Regions from separate parts of the Ovis aries genome. Here region 1 is linked to region 2. The links are chromatin contacts, called in public Hi-C maps. All regions are on one chromosome and are shown on one strand. Each heading gives the region's core, a stretch centred on a gene start, on an enhancer-like site or on the middle of the called end of the contact. The rest is flanking DNA. Distances are from core to core; before and after follow the strand shown. Region 1 holds the start of IFT27 (intraflagellar transport 27). Region 2 holds the start of EIF3D (eukaryotic translation initiation factor 3 subunit D).

Region 1 (3,337 bases), core at 4-2,503, 220 kb before region 2:
AGACTCAGGGCCACTTGCCCAGGTCAGGAAGACGACAGTGATTTCAGTCTCGGGTACCTGACCGCAGAGCAAGAGGGGCCTCCCGGGAAAGTCAGCCTCCTTGGGAGGTGGGGGGCGGGGAAGGGAAGTATTCAGGATGCTTGCTTTCATTCCAGGTGTGGTATATGATACGTTCTCCACTCACAAGACGGGCTGGGCTCAGCGGAAAGTACAACTTCAAATTCCTGAGTCCAACCGCTCCCCCACATCCTCCACTTGTCCTTTGTCCATAGACATCACTTTTAACACTTTCGTATTTAAAGCACATAACATCCCTGGGCTTTAAGGAGCCAAAGACTGGATTTCTTGATGCACTTTACGTCCACGCTCCCTGGAATCTTGGAGGGGCGAAAAGCGCTGCTTCAGCGAGGTCAAGCTGGCTCAAAGCTCGGCCTGGGCAAGCGCACCTCGGTCCAGTGCGCCGGCGCCGCTCCAGTCTCCCGCGCTCTCGAAAGGCCCCCTTCATGGGCGAACCCACTTCCAGAAGGGCAGGAGGGTACGGCGAGTCCCCATTTCTCCCAAAGATGGGCCTAGCCAGCCACTGACCAATCAGAAAGCTTGTTTTATCACCGCTTCTGGATATACTAGGTTGGAGCTGCTTTTCCCTGAACTTTCAAGCCGTGCGGGGACGGGAGGCGGAAATGATTGACATCTTCTGCAACTATTAGTCAAGCGAGATAAACTTGAAGAGCAGTTACTACTACGAATTATCTGGCGAGGAAAGGCTGTTAGCCCTGCCCCCTTCTCTCACTGGTCTCCGTGAGCTCTAGTCGGGGCGGGAGTTTTTGATGGCAGCCAATCGATGGCCAGCGAGGAGGAGGGGGGACGAGGAGGCGGGGCAGGCGGGCGGTGGTTGCCCTGCGATCGCAGCCACAGTGGGGCTGGGGGCCGGAGGGTGTCTAGGTCACTGTTCCCGAACCACACTGCCGGGGGCTGGACTGGGTTCGGGAGCCGCATCGCCTCCCTGGCACCTTCCCGGCTTCCTTCTGAAGAACTTGACCCCTTCTAGCGCTCCTCCGCGCCCCACCGCGATCCTAGCGCCAGATACCGCCCCGCGGGCTGCCCGGAGGGTCCAGGCCCCATTGTCCCGGTCCCCACCGCGGCCACTGGCCCCTTGAGCGCCAGTTCTCCCTACTCCCCTTCCCAGACAGGGCCACCAACGCCTCCAGCAGCCGCTCTTCTCTTGTCTGGTCCGTGGAGGTGGTTGGTTACCATGGTGAAGCTGGCAGCCAAATGCATCCTGGCAGGTGAGTCTGAAAACTTGCGGGCGAATACAGTGTCCGGAGTCCAGAGACTTCATAAATTGTTGAGAACTTTTGTTCACGTAAGTTGTCTACCGTCTTTCCCTTTCTCTCTTCCAAAGGCGAGTTAATGCAGTTACTGATAGAGTAAATTCCATTAGGCACGGGATAATCATCTTCCAGAGCACACTTGGAGCTGCGGCTGGTTTCCTTCGCTCCCTGTCACACTCTGAGACCCCCGTCAACAATTGGAGCTGTACTCAAGAGGAGCAGACTGGCTTTTAACAAAATCAGGCTAAGCTCACCATAAATGCTTTAACGAAACCATGTGCTGTACTCCAAAGTTAGGCATCGGTGACTTAGGTGGATTATGGACCTGGGACCTCAGAGCACAGATGTACTTTCCTGAGTCCTTGCTGCGTTGCCAGGCACATGTATTTCATTTAACCCTTTCACAGTAGGTAGCACCCTGGAGTAGGGCTTCCCTGGTAGCTCAGCTGGTAAAGAATCTGCTTGCAGTGCAGGAGAACCCGGTTCAATCCCTGGGTCAGGAAGATCCCCTGGAGAAGGGAATAGCAACCCACTCCAGTATTCTTGCCTGGAGAATCCCCATGGGCAGAGGAGCTTAGCGGGCTACAGTGCGTGAGGTTGCAGAATCTGACACAACTGAGCAACTAAGCACAGCATGACACCCTGGGTTAGATGCTGAATTGTTCTGACCTCATTGAGGACTGAGATGAAGTCTCTTGCCCAAGGTCACCCCCGAGTGAAGGAAGGTCCTAGCCAGGATTCCCACCCTCCAGATCTGCTCACCCCCGTAATTCTTAACTTGTGTTACTGTTAAACCTGTGACCTTTCCAGGTTTTTCTGACCAATTCAGGAAAGAAGCAGTGAGAGATTATGTAGAGAAAATGGAGATTCTTTTTTTTTTTTATTCTTCTCTTTCAGACTGAAAGGGGTGGTGTTTGTAATGACTTTTCCAGTTTGGAAGTAAAAGGGTCACACAGAAAGATGACTGATCGAAGTCACTCAGATCATGCTGGAGCAAAAGAAATGAATGGTCTTCAAAAGCAGTGTCTAGTTTCCAGAGCACCAGCGGGGGCAGTATTGTGCAACAAAAATAATTCTACAGATTGGCTGTGTCCTCTTGGACAAAGCGCTTCTCTGAGCCTCAGTCTCCTCATGGATAAGGTGAAGACGTTTTTCTCTGAAGTTAGATTTTTGTTTTTTTAAATGGGCTTCTCTCTCTGACTGTTCTTTCTCCTATTTCTTTTTTAAATCAACTTCTATCACGAGGCTAACTTACTGAGCATCATCTTTGTGCCTGCGCTGTGCTATACGCTCAGCACAGGTCATCTCAACAGCTCTATGGGGTCAGGATTATCGTCATTCTCCTCTACAGATGGGGTAGCTGAGGCCTAGAGAGGTTGGGGCATTTGCCCTGGGTCACACAGCTGGATTTGGCTGAGCTGGTATCTAGACCCAGGTGATCTGATTTCCAGGGCTTGTTCTTAGCCCCACAGGCTACCATCACAGGCCTTGATTCTAGACTCCTTGTCCTTTATACTCACACCCTCAGATACTAGTTTTACCTGATTTCATCCGTGGCCTTAATAGTCGTTCCTAAACTCCAGCCCAGCCCTCAATCTGTAGCCTCCTTTTGAGGCCTTAAGGATATCTGTCTCATCTTGGAAGTTTCCAGGGACCAACAGAGCTCAGTGCAGGGAATCACTATGCCCAGCCCATCTCCACCCCACCACATGCACCTCCTCCCGCACTGACCAGCTCTTTAAATGGAGTCAATCTGCATCTGTTCTCTCACAGAACTAACTACCAAAGGTCCTGATAATTCAAGTGCTTATTCAGTCCTCATATTTACTGAGCACCTACTATGTGTAAGTCACCACGCAAGGTGCACTGGGAATCCCAGGATGAACCCAGCCCACTCCCACACTGAAGGAAGCCCTGGATTGCACACAAACGCTTATAACGCAGCAAACACCCTTTGTGTGCCAGCTCCCAGAGGAATACCTCAAGGCACAGCTGCTAATTGTGTG
Region 2 (3,352 bases), core at 390-2,889:
CAGGTCAGGAAGCACCAGTTAGAACTGGACATGGAACAACAGACTGGTTCCAAATCGGAAAAGGAGTGTGTCAAGGCTGTATATTGTCCCCTGCTTATTTAACTTCTATGCAGAGTACATCATGAGAAACGCTGGGCTGGAAGAAGCACAAGCTGGAATCAAGATTGCCGGGAGAAATATCAATAACCTCAGATATGCAGATGACACCACTCTTATGGCAGAAAGTGAAGAGGAACTCAAAAGCCTCTTGATGAAAGTGAAAGAGGAGAGTGAAAAACTTGGCTTAAAGCTCAACATTCAGAAAACAAAGATCATGGCATCTGGTCTCATCACTTCATAGCAAACAGATGGGCAAACAGTGGAAACAGTGTCAGACTTTATTTTGGGGGGCTCCTAAATCACTGCAGATGGTGACTGCAGCCATGAAATTAAAAGACGCTTACTCCTTGGAAAGGAAGTTATGACCAACCTAGATAGCATATTCAAAAGCAGAGACATTACTTTGCCAACAAAGGTCCGCCTAGTCAAGGCTATGGTTTTCCAGTGGTCATGTATGGATGTGAGAGTTGGACTGTGAAGAAAGCTGAGCATCGAAGAACTGATGCTTTTGAACTGTGGTGTTGGAGAAGATTCTTGAGAGCCCCTTGGACTGTAAGGAGATCCAACCAGTCCATTCTGAAAGAGATCAGTCCTGGGTGTTCTTTGGAAGGAATGATGCTAAAGCTGAAACTCCAGTACTTTGGCCACTTCATGCGAAGTTGACTCATTGGAAAAGACTCTGATGCTGGGGAGGGATTGGGGGCAGGAGGAGAAGGGGACGACAGAGGATGAGATGGCTGGATGGCATCACCTACTTGAAGGACGTGAGTTTGAGTGAACTCCGGGAGTTGGTGATGGACAGGGAGGCCTGGCGTGCTGCAGGACAAACTCCGTAGGCTGAGTTTCCAAAAAGACAGCACCGTTGCCATCGTAGCCAGGTGGTTCCTGAGTCGCCACTTCAGAATCACCACCAATTAAAATGCAGGTTTCTGGGCTCCAGCTAAGCCACGCTTGTATAACAGTCTATGGAAGGGGACCCGGAATCTTCATTTTTCAAATTAGCTCTCCAGGAATCTTTGTCAAACAAGAAAGTCTGAGAACTGTGGAGGTATGGTTTGAACACTGGCAGCGACCTCCGACACTAGTAGTCTGATCTACTCAGGTCACTTTGCACCTCCTGGTCTGTTTCCGAAAGCGCTCAAAGCTCAGCGAGTAGCCGCAAAAACCTGCCTGAAAGACTCGAACTCCCCCTAACGGTGAAACTCAAACAACACGATCTTTTAAAGAAGGCAGAAGCCGCGGGTCGTTGTGGGATACAGAGGGCCAGAGCGGCCCGCAAGGCATTGTGGGACATAGAGGGGCTTTCAGCCAGTCGCCGCTTCCAACTCCAACTACAAGGCCGCCACGTTTCAAGAAACTTGAAACTCTCGGAGTGTCGCCGGATGCCCCATGACGTAACTGTAAACATCCTCGAAGGCTAAATAAGAACACCGCGAAGAGAACAGGGACGAACTTCCGGATGTGCCTTCGCTTTACGACTCGCGTGTTCCGCCGTCGAACCGGAAGGAAGCCAAGAAGCAGTTTACGACACCGTCGGTCGTATTTACGGTGCCGGCCGCTGCGCGCGCATGTTTCCTCCTTTCCCGGTTCCCCGTAGCTCAGGCGGTGGCGCGGTATTCGGCCTAGACTATCTCTCACCATCGGGGCCGGTTACGGCCGTTACAGGTAAGCAGCGTATTCCGTACGCTTCCGCGGATCTCCAGAGCAGAGTTGAGCTGCGCCTGGCCTTCGGGGGCCTGCCGGAAGAGACTTCCGTACGCCCCCTCCTGCTTCCCTGTACCTCCGCTGGGAGGGGCAGGAATCCGCCTTCGGTCCCCCCAGGTCCGACCCAGTGCGGGGCAGAGCCTGTGGTTGAGGTCTCTTTCCGTGGAGTCCGCTTAGCGGCCACCGACAGTGTGTTCTGATGTGAACATGTCATTAACCCCGCTGAGTCTCAGGGTCTTTTAAAGTGCCCCACGGTTCCCTGAGCTTCTACGAGAGGGCTATTGGGTGTGCCAAACTGAGCGATGTTCGGCCCTGCTCTGAGGAGTTCACCGTCTAAATGTTTCTTTTCCTTGCCTATGAAATGGAAGGCTAGGATGTAGTTGGTTGATCTCTGATTTGACATTAACCGCCCAGGAATTGGCAAACGATCTGCAGTAACCTGCCAGCCACAAGGTTCTCCCTATGACTGTCCTGTTGATGCCGCCCCATCCTTTATCTGTAGCCAGTACAGCTGTCACTCCGTTTCAACTGAAAGATTTAGTTTCCCCTGTTGGTTACATTGTACTCTGCCTACTTTTTAGTTTACGCGTTGAAACCAAGCGACTTCCTTCCGCCCCTTTTAAAGTGTGTTTGGAGATATCTCACTGTGTTATTGATATGATCTGAAACCCAGGATCTTTTCAGGCTGCTGTCCAGCTGTAAAATAATGGGAAGAGTGTTACACTTAAGACAGAGGACCCTAGAAACCAAGTCTATCTTGAAATGATGAGATCAGCTGCTTGATTTGGCTGAACTGTGTATTTTTTTTTTAATCTGAAATTGGGGCCTAGGGGTTTAGTGGTGTTGCATCTGACATGTTGTAGGACCCTGGTAATATATAAGGGTATATTGTTTTGAGACCACCACACTCTCCCTCAGTCCGCTTCCTGTAGTGTAATTTAAGTTTAGGTAGGAGGATGGGGCTTCCAGGTTCATGCCCTTTTGGATCACGCAAGTGTCACCTCTAGGAACTCTCCCCATCATGGGAAAATGAAGAGAGTTTCATAAATTTAGTATTCTTTGCTCTTTGATTGATACAACTGAGCGACTTCACTTTCACTTTTCACTTTCATGCACTGGAGAAAGAAATGGCAACCCACTCCAGTGTTCTTGCCTGGAGAATCTCAGGGACAGGGGAGCCTGGTGGGCTGCCATCTATGAGGTCGCACAGAGTCAGACATGACTGAAGTGACTTAGCAGCAGCAGCTCTTTGATTGCTCCCCAGACTCTGGAAATATTTGTGTGGTGAATTTTCCCCTGGGAACTCAGCTTCTGGGCATTTTCAGGGGATTAGAATGGATGATAAATGCATGCATGAGTTTTGGGGAGGAATTGTTTGGCAGATATCTGTCGAGCCCCTGGTTTTTACTCTTCCTGAGCGGAGTACTGGCCTTACACAAAGTGTGGACTCTGAAGCCAGTTTCCCAGGGTTCAGATTTTCATCCATTAGTGTTGCAACTTTGGGCGATTTCTTGATATCTCTGTGCCTCAGTTTTCTTCTCTGGAAAGT

What was found. A called contact is a pair of places that touch in the nucleus more often than the background predicts.
Region 1: a contact with region 2 is called in a Hi-C map of hypothalamus, with 4 times the contacts expected there. The contact joins the promoter of IFT27 here to the promoter of EIF3D in region 2. A contact is called at or near these places in 9 of 16 Hi-C or Micro-C datasets (blood, hypothalamus, liver and 5 more).

Annotation. Positions count from the first base shown.
Region 1 is chr3:180,799,525-180,802,861 of ARS-UI_Ramb_v3.0, reverse strand. IFT27 (intraflagellar transport 27) reads left to right here and starts at 1,253. Exons shown (of 7, transcript NM_001126366.1): 1 at 1,253-1,286. The coding sequence starts at 1,253.
Region 2 is chr3:180,583,419-180,586,770 of ARS-UI_Ramb_v3.0, reverse strand. It overlaps EIF3D (eukaryotic translation initiation factor 3 subunit D), which reads left to right and starts at 1,639. Exons shown (of 14, transcript XM_060413198.1): 1 at 1,639-1,764.